Regions from separate parts of the Mus musculus genome. Here region 2 is linked to region 1. The links are chromatin contacts, called in public Hi-C maps. All regions are on one chromosome and are shown on one strand. Each heading gives the region's core, a stretch centred on a gene start, on an enhancer-like site or on the middle of the called end of the contact. The rest is flanking DNA. Distances are from core to core; before and after follow the strand shown. Region 1 has its middle 3.1 kb from the start of Snord83b. Region 2 has its middle 5.8 kb from the start of Gm46521.

Region 1 (4,192 bases), core at 296-2,795:
CAACAACAACAACAAAAACCCTAACTCATCCAGGCTGATGAACTTAAACACACAGTAGGTACTTTATTTGACCATCTGTTTCTGAGTACCTACTATGTGCCTGCACAAATTGCTCTGAGACAGCCCAGCCTACAGGTGGAGGCCACACCGGACAGGACAAGCAGCAGGGACAAGCTGCAGAAGGCACTAAGGTAGCTTCAGGCTGCTGTGACCAGAGTACAGTGTCCAGGGAAGATGGAAAGGTGGTTCTGTGTCAGAGCTTCCTGACTGCACAGTACTCATTCCACTGAGTTTTATTTTGCCAAGTGGAGGGCCTAGGCTAGCCCTGCCTAAGACTGCTAAGTGCCGCCTCTAGTTTTGTGAATCAAATCAAAAGGTCTGGGTCATAGCTGGGCATGGTGGTATGTGCCTGGAGTTCCCTAGCACTTGGGAAGCTGATGCAGAAAGATCAGGATTCATGGCTAGACTGGGCTACATAGTGAGATCCAGGCCAGCCTGGGTAACCCCACCTGAAAATAGAAATCTTTGGGGTGCAAGACTGAGCATAGCTGTTCACTAGGCCTCATTGGGGGCATTAGCTTGGTTCTCACAGCCCTGCTTCTCCAGACCAGAAAAAAAGTCTTACAAGACTGTTCAGGCATCCAGCAAATATTCACAGACCTGGAATGGGGCTAAGGGGCATTCCATGAGCCCAACACATAGTAGGTGCTTCATAAATGTTGGCATAGGAAAAAATGTGAACCGCCGGGCGTGGTGGTACACGCCTTTAATTCCAGCACTTGGGAGGCAGAGGCAGGCGAATCTGAGTTCGAGGCCAGCCTGGTCTACAGAGTGAGTTCCAGGACAGCCACAGCTACACAGAGAAGCCCTGTCTTGAAAAAACAAAACAAAAAAACAAAAAACAAACAAACAAACAAGTGACCCATGGTAGGCCTTTCAGCCAGGAGGGCCTTGCCTTAGAGGAAAAGAGCAATAAAGCCCTTACAGGGAAGAGACCCTGGAAGCCTGGGTCTGACTTCCTGCTCTATGCCTTGGCTTCTAGAAACAAAGTCTTTTGCCAGCACTCAGTGTTTTTCTGAAACACTGTTTCAGAAAAACAAAACAGAACAGACAAAAAGAACAGCACATACCTAGCTGCACTGCTGTTTTCAATTGGATAGAGCTGCTGAGATTCCCCCAGTGCAAGACCCAAAGACTGAGGTCAGTGGCGAGCCGGAACCAGCAGCTCTCCAGCAGAAGGGCCCCGGGCCCAGACCTTCCATGGATGAACGGGTGACTGGCTTGGTTGTTTAACGCACCTTAGTGGTGCTGTTCTGGTATGGAGAAAGGTGGGTGGTGTCAGGGTCAAAGTGCATATACTGTGCACATGGGGACTGCTGTCCCTTTGCTTGGATTATCATCTGTGGAATGACAGGATAAACCTGCAGAAGCACAGGTCAGCCACTGTCACCTAGCACCCTGTGTCATGTCCCAGGCTGGGCGCTGGCCAGGCAACCCGCTGGAGGAGCCAAGTGGCAAGTGGATGGTGGCTGGAGGGATGGGGAAGTGGTTGCTTCGGCTATCTTTAGCACCTTCCCTCAGCCTTTGACTCTGCCAGGCTGAGTAGAACAGAGGGAATCAGGGCCACTTCTCCATAATCACATGAAACCAGTGACCTGGAGCCACTCGGGGACCCACTGTTGTATCTGACTCCTCACTGCCTGTCGTCAGGGATAAGCACTCCATCACCCCCATCTGTGAAGGAGGTATAGCCCATAGATGAACTTAGGGAAGGGAAAGGACAGGATTCAAGGGACTGCAGAAATACTGGGAACCACCCCTCTACCCCTCATGGAGCCTTAGTGGTCCTGCTTGTTTTAGACAGTGGACACAGTAGTCAGGTGCTTAGCTTAACCTCCTGAGGCAGCAACTGCCTTCAGCTTCCCTACTCCAAGGAATGAGCTTCTCTACCTCAGACTCCTATCGGCTGTAAGGATCACACATGCTCAGAAGCAAACCTTCCTCTGTGACTAGGGAATAGCAGGGGTAGGGACTGAAGCCCAGCCAGAGGTGTGAAACACTAGGGGCTCACCAGGCAGGCTGCCTCCCCTACCCAACCCCCAGGAGCCAGACCAGGTTTGACAGCTGCTTCTAGCATCGTGATCTTTATGATGCCTGGGCTCAGTCCCAGCAGTGCCCACCCCACAGCTGGTCAGTGGGTACCTTCTCCCGACCTCAGCTCTGCATCTGTATCACTGTGGGGTAGTAAGGAACCCATGTCAAGGAGTGGCCCTAAGGATTCTGAGTGTGAAGACCTCAGGCTAGACTGGAGAGAAGGAACTATGAGGCTCTTGGGAGTCGGCCAGCCGCTGGATCAAGGACCAGGCCCTTGTTAGAGGCTTCAGTAGAGGGAAGGGTGGTAGAGGGATCGCAAAACCAGACCAGACAAGTAGCTGCTTGCTGAGAACTGGCAGAATATGGGGTTTCCTGTACTAAGGAAGGAGGCAGCCTGGGGCCATGGCCACCCCAGCAAGACTGTCACCAGGATCCAGGTTATAGCACTGAGGCGAGCCCAGGTGGCAGGCCTAGCCAGGGCTGCCTGCCTCTTTGGGCAGTCGTGCCTTTTAAGGCAATTGCAACCCCACTAGTACTTCCCTGTGTTCCCACTTGCTCAGATTCTCAGCAGGTATTTTTTTTCCCCCAAGATTGGAACTCCTTTTGTCACCACGGGGTTCCAGTGAGGCCTGTCTGGGGGTTCTGGTGAGAAGAATATGCCACAGGCACCGGAGGCACACCCTCTGGGACTTACATGGGAAGGGTGGGGAGAGGCAATGACTCAGCCCAGTCCAGCAACTTGCAGAAATGCTGGGTCTCCCACCCTGGTACAGATGCTGTACTTCACAAAATTTGAGCTACTGTGTACCAAGCTCTGATCAAGGGAACCTGCAGTTGGCTTTTTCAGCTCTCCTCCCTCAGGAGCTGGGACCAGAGCCCAAGATATCTGTCCACAGAGCCTCTTCACTTGCTACTTCCTAAGAAAATGTCAGAGCTTCACCCTGTCTTTTGCTCAGGCCCCCATCACTGGACAGCCTGTTACTTGGACTTCTCTGCATTTATAACCTGCCTCCCCACACAAGTTCCTGAGATAAGCAGCTTCAGGACGGTCTTTCCAGTACTCCAGCAATGGCACTAGTGTACAGTGAGCACCAGACTCTGAAGACTAACCAGGCCTTGCCTGTATCTTAGGGCTGCCATCTTGGGCTAGGGCCAGCATTCAGACATCCTAACATCCACAAGGTGGCTCAACTTCATTTGTCTTCCTCTTCTGCCTCTGCATCCATGCAGGTGATTAAATGTAAACACACCAAGAACTATTCTGAGAGGCAGCAGGGTGTATATTTCCAGCACTTGAAGAGTCCCAGCTGGTATACAACCACCTGGGCTACATGTGGTCCTAACCTGGAGAATGTTGCTCTGGGGGTCTGATACTGGCCACACTAATGGGCAATCTTTCAATGCCTCCTTCAGACCTAAGAGGTCCCTAAAAGAGCCCAAGCCTGGGGTCAAGATATTGTGAGAATGCAACTGAGTGTTGCTGGGTTTTCACCATGTATGTGCTACACCCACCCCCTGGTGGCCCACGCCTGAAGTACAGCCTAAATTGCCAAACAGCATCAACAGCTAGCACTGATCCACCTCTGCAGACCTCCAAAGCCTCTTCCCATGTAGGGTTGCAGCACTATTATGAAAGGCCAGAGGCTCATGAGCAGCCTTTAATCTGATGTAGACAATGTTATACCAATCTATACATCTTCAAGTTGCTGATCATCACCCGATTTAGCATCAATCCCACTTTCACTGGGTTGCAGGGTCAAACCCCAGACTCATACTATCTGGATTGGATGCAAGCTCCTATTAGAGCCTCAGAGCCAAACCAAGCTGTTCTAAGGAGGGTTGGCCTATTAAATGGTAATACTAGATAGAGAGCAAGCCAACTATAAACCATCAGGTAGATCAAACCCAACCTTTTGCACGTTTTAGCAGGCCTAGGGCCTAATCAATAATACCTAAGAAACAGAGACCCAAACTCTGTACAGACTGGGAGGGGATACAGAAGCTGTGACAGATACATTAGGGACACATTACTCTTCAGTAGCCCCAACAATTGCTTTAGGCATTGCATTGCAAACCTGTCAGTTTCATTCAACAACTC
Region 2 (3,886 bases), core at 309-2,808, 140 kb after region 1:
GGGCCACAGAAACAAACAAGCTAGGCTCAGTGGCACATATCTAGCATCCCTAGGACTGGGAAGGCAGACGGGTTCCTGGAGTTTGCTGGCCAGGCAGTCGAGCTAATGGGTGAACTCCAGCTTCAGTGAGACACCCTGTCTCAAATATGAATAAATAAATAAGGTGGAGGGCTGGAGAGATGGCTCAGTAGTTAAGAGCACTGACTGCTCTTCCAGAGGTCCTGAGTTCAATTCCCAGCAACCACGTGGCTAACAACCGTCTGTAATGGGATCTGATGCCTTTTCTGGTGTGTCTGAAGACAGCGACAGTGTACTCATATACATAAAAAAAATTAAAAACAAGGTAGAGAAGTGACTAAAGATGACACTGGACATGGACCTTAGCCTCTACATGCACATGTGAACCAGTGCACATCTGCTTGTGTGCACATCTGTGCAGGCACACAGTCTTGTGCTTGAGCTGGGCACGGTGGTGTGCTTCCATAATCTCAGCATTTGAGAGATAGAGGTAGGAACACTGTTATAAGTTTGAGGCCATCCTGGTCTACATACAGAGTTCCAGGTTAGCCAAGATTTTGTTACTTACTAGATCTTTCTCAAAGTAAAGCTAGTGGGCCTGGAGAGACTGCTCAGAGCTTAACAAGGGTTGCTTTCTAAGGGGACATGAGTTTGATATCCAGCACCCACAAGTTACCACAGCCATGTGTAACTCCAGTTTCAGGGGACCTAGAGCTCTCTTCTGGTCTCTGTGGGCACCAGTACAAGTTTGCAGTGTCCTTACTTAGACACAGACAAAATACTCATAAGATTAAGAAAGACAAATCTTGGCTAGGTGATGGTGATGTGTGCCTTTAATCCCAGCTCTCAGGAGTCAGAGGCAGGAGCATCTCTTGGGACCTGAGTTTGAAGCCAACCTGGTCTACAGAGAGTTCCAGGATAGCAAGTACTACAGGAGAAACCCTGTTTTGAAAAATCAATACAAATGAAAATCTTTAAAAATTTTCTGAGCCAGGCATGGTGATGCACACCTTTAATCCCAGCACCTGAGAGGCAGAGGCAGGTGGATTTCTGAGTTTGAGGCCAGCCTGCTTGTCAGAGTTTCAGGACAGCTAGGACTACACGGAGAAACCTTGTCTTGAAAAACCAAAACCCCCAAACAAAATAAACTCTTGGGCTTGGATCTTGTTGGCTTCCGTTAGGTCTGTTGACCATCCTGAGCAGATCTGGATGACTTGGGTGGAATCTCAGATCAGTTTAGACGCTTAGGAAAGTCAGAGTTGAGCCTTTACTAGTCAAGGAAGAGAACAGATAGTTTTCTGAAAGAAATGAGGACAAGATGTCACCCTTGGCACCTCAGCTGTCTATGTCCGGTCTCCTCAGCACCTAGCAGCCCTCCCTTGCTCACGTCCGGCTCCTGGATGCTCATCTGTCAGATGGGGTGTGTGTATTACAGGTCTCCAGCTGCGGTGGGCAGTTGTGTGTGCGCGCGCGCATGCGCCTGGCAGCAGAGTCTGAGCTTGGTGGAGGTTTAAAAATCCCCTGTGCCCCTCCCCCTCCTTCGATGTGGTATACGTGACACACGGGTCATGCATTTCCTCCCTGGGCTTCTTCCCTTCGCCCCTGTGACTCATCTGTTTTTCTTTGCCTCTTCCCGCTTCTTCATTGTCCTGCTGACCTTCTTATCTTCCTAGAAATCTGTCTGCTCTGCCTGTGGATCTCAATCCCCAACAAAGTAGGGCTGGTTGCACCTCTCCAGGGAGCCCTCCCTACTCAGCGCCCAGCTCCCTGGTCAGCTGCCTGTTGCAAGGGTCCCAAGGCATCGAGGTCTCCTGAGACTCGGCAGGGCCAGTGTGGAACTCAGCTTCCATCTGAGATTACTTCCCTGTCCTCTCCATCCTGGTCTTGACCACTCATTTATCCAGTGCCATCAGCTGGATATGGGGAGGTATCCTGAGGTACACACACACACAAACAGTAGCTACTCTTTTGGAATGTTTTGGAATGGCTTTTATGTGCCTGGGACAGATATGACTCAACAACCCAGGAGTATGAGGCCAGCTTGGACTGCATGTGACCCAGTCTAAAACAAAAACAAAACAAAACCCCAAAAATAACCAAACAAAAAACCTACAAAGAAAAAAGAAACACTCAGATACGGTATTACACACCTTTAATCCCAGCACTCAGGAGGCAGAGAGAAAAGCAGTCAGATCTCTGTGAATTCAAGGCCAGTTTAGCCTACACATTGAGTTCCGAGACAACCAGGGGTAAATACTAAGACAACACCAATACCAACAGTACACCTCCCTATCCCCACCCCCACACTCACACACACACACACACACACACACACACACACACATTCACACACACTCACATCTACACCACCATGCTTGGCACACATTATTTAATTTTTGAAACTTTTTGTCTGTCTATTGAGACAGGTTTCTCTTTAGACCAGGCTGGCCTCAAACTTACAGATCTACCTGCCTTTGCCTCCTGAGTCCTGAGATCACTAAAGATGTGCACCACTCCAGCCCAGTAGCCAAAAATCACATTTAAATCAAATTTACATAAGTTATGCAGAGTTCCCTCTTTTAACTGGGGAAAGCAGAAGAAGTGGGGCAGGGCTCAAAGCTCACTGGTGGGGGTGGGGAGAGGACCCAGTAGAGAAAGTACTTGTTGTACAAGCACGAAGACCAGAGTTCAAATCCCCAGTATTCATGTAAATGCCAGGCAGGTGTGGTGGTCAACCTGTAAGCCTCAGGAAGTGGAGACAGGAATTCCCCGAAGCAAGTGAGCTAGACTAGGTAAATCAGAAAGCTCTGGGGTCCGGTGGGAAACCTGCCTCAAGAAATATGGTTTGAAAGACCCTGCATCAACCTTTAATCTCTCTCTCTGTCTCTCTCTTTTTTTTTTTTTTTTTTTTTGAGACAGGGTTTCTTTGTGTAGCCCTGGCTGTCCTGAAACTCACTTTGTAGACCAGGCTGGCCTTGAACTCAGAAATCCACCTATCCTCTGCTGGGATTAAAGGCTTGTGCCACCACTCCCCAGCTAACCTCTAATCTGCATATGCACACACACCATATGCATACATATGAAAAAAACAAAAAACAAAAAAACCCTGCCAGTCTGCCCAGGTGACACCCCTTATCACCGGTACCCCTGGGGCTTTCTGTTCTTTTGAAACAAGTTTTTCTGTTGAATTTTCTCCTGGGCACCACCCAGGGCATTTCAAGTCATCTAAGGAGGCCATTCCATGGTAAGTTCCCGAGTGCCATCTTCATGGCCCAGAACTTTTGTGTCTTCATTTTACGCGTAATTCTGGCTCTCTAAGGCGCCACACAGTGGCAGGTTCTTCAGACTTCGCAAGGTTAATTGTCTCTGCTATGCCTTCCTGAACCACAGGCTAGGCTGAGGCTCTGGGCTTCCACGACGTCTCCAGTACTATATCTACATTGGCCTTTCTACTTGGCCTCTTTTCTGTGCCTGTCTCCTACACTTGAGGACAAACAGCTCCTGGTATACTTCAATAGCTGTCTGAGGAATGAATCCCCAAGCAAAGGAGGAGGGACTGTCTCCAGCCCAGTCCCGGGACAAATCCCCTAATACTCTTGTTTCCAGAATGTTCTAACCAGCCTTGAGGCTGAGGTTCTGTTACACAAAACCTACTTGGCACATCGATTAAGAACGCTGACTGCTCTTTCAAAGGTAATAAGTTCAACTCCCAGCAACCACATGGAGGCTCACAACCACCTGTAATGGGATCCAGTGCCCTCTTCTGGTGTGTCTGAAGACAGCTAGCTATGGTGTACTCGTATACATAAATTTTTTTTTTTTTTTTTTTTTTTGGTTTTTCGAGACAGGGTTTCTCTGTGTAGCCCTG

What was found. Hi-C and Micro-C count contacts between places; a contact is called where the count stands out from the background.
Region 2: a Hi-C map of the G1E-ER4 cell line shows a contact between it and region 1, with 4 times the contacts expected there. The contact joins two enhancer-like sites. A contact is called at or near these places in 2 of 39 promoter capture datasets (the 3T3-L1 cell line and 3T3-L1-derived adipocytes), 3 of 15 datasets of contacts at CTCF or cohesin (CD8 T cells and embryonic stem cells), 79 of 484 Hi-C or Micro-C datasets (the AML12 cell line, the Ba/F3 cell line, the C2C12 cell line and 54 more), 31 of 115 datasets of contacts at active chromatin or transcription factors (the 230-238 cell line, CD8 T cells, the HPC-7 cell line and 20 more) and 3 of 9 other capture datasets (adipose tissue, liver and pancreatic islet).

The regions. Positions count from the first base shown.
Region 1 is chr15:80,073,351-80,077,542 of GRCm38.p6, forward strand. No RefSeq gene overlaps it. Among named protein-coding and RNA genes, the nearest start is that of Snord83b, 3.1 kb to the right of the region's middle. Within about 2 kb of position 1,546, at least 56 of the 459 cell types and tissues checked have an H3K27ac peak or open chromatin away from gene starts, as enhancers often do. A contact at or near this core is called in the G1E-ER4 cell line, the STO cell line, adipose tissue and 3 more, where this site is marked.
Region 2 is chr15:80,217,878-80,221,763 of GRCm38.p6, forward strand. No RefSeq gene overlaps it. Among named protein-coding and RNA genes, the nearest start is that of Gm46521, 5.8 kb to the right of the region's middle. Within about 2 kb of position 1,559, at least 161 of the 459 cell types and tissues checked have an H3K27ac peak or open chromatin away from gene starts, as enhancers often do. A contact at or near this core is called in the G1E-ER4 cell line, the STO cell line, adipose tissue and 3 more, where this site is marked.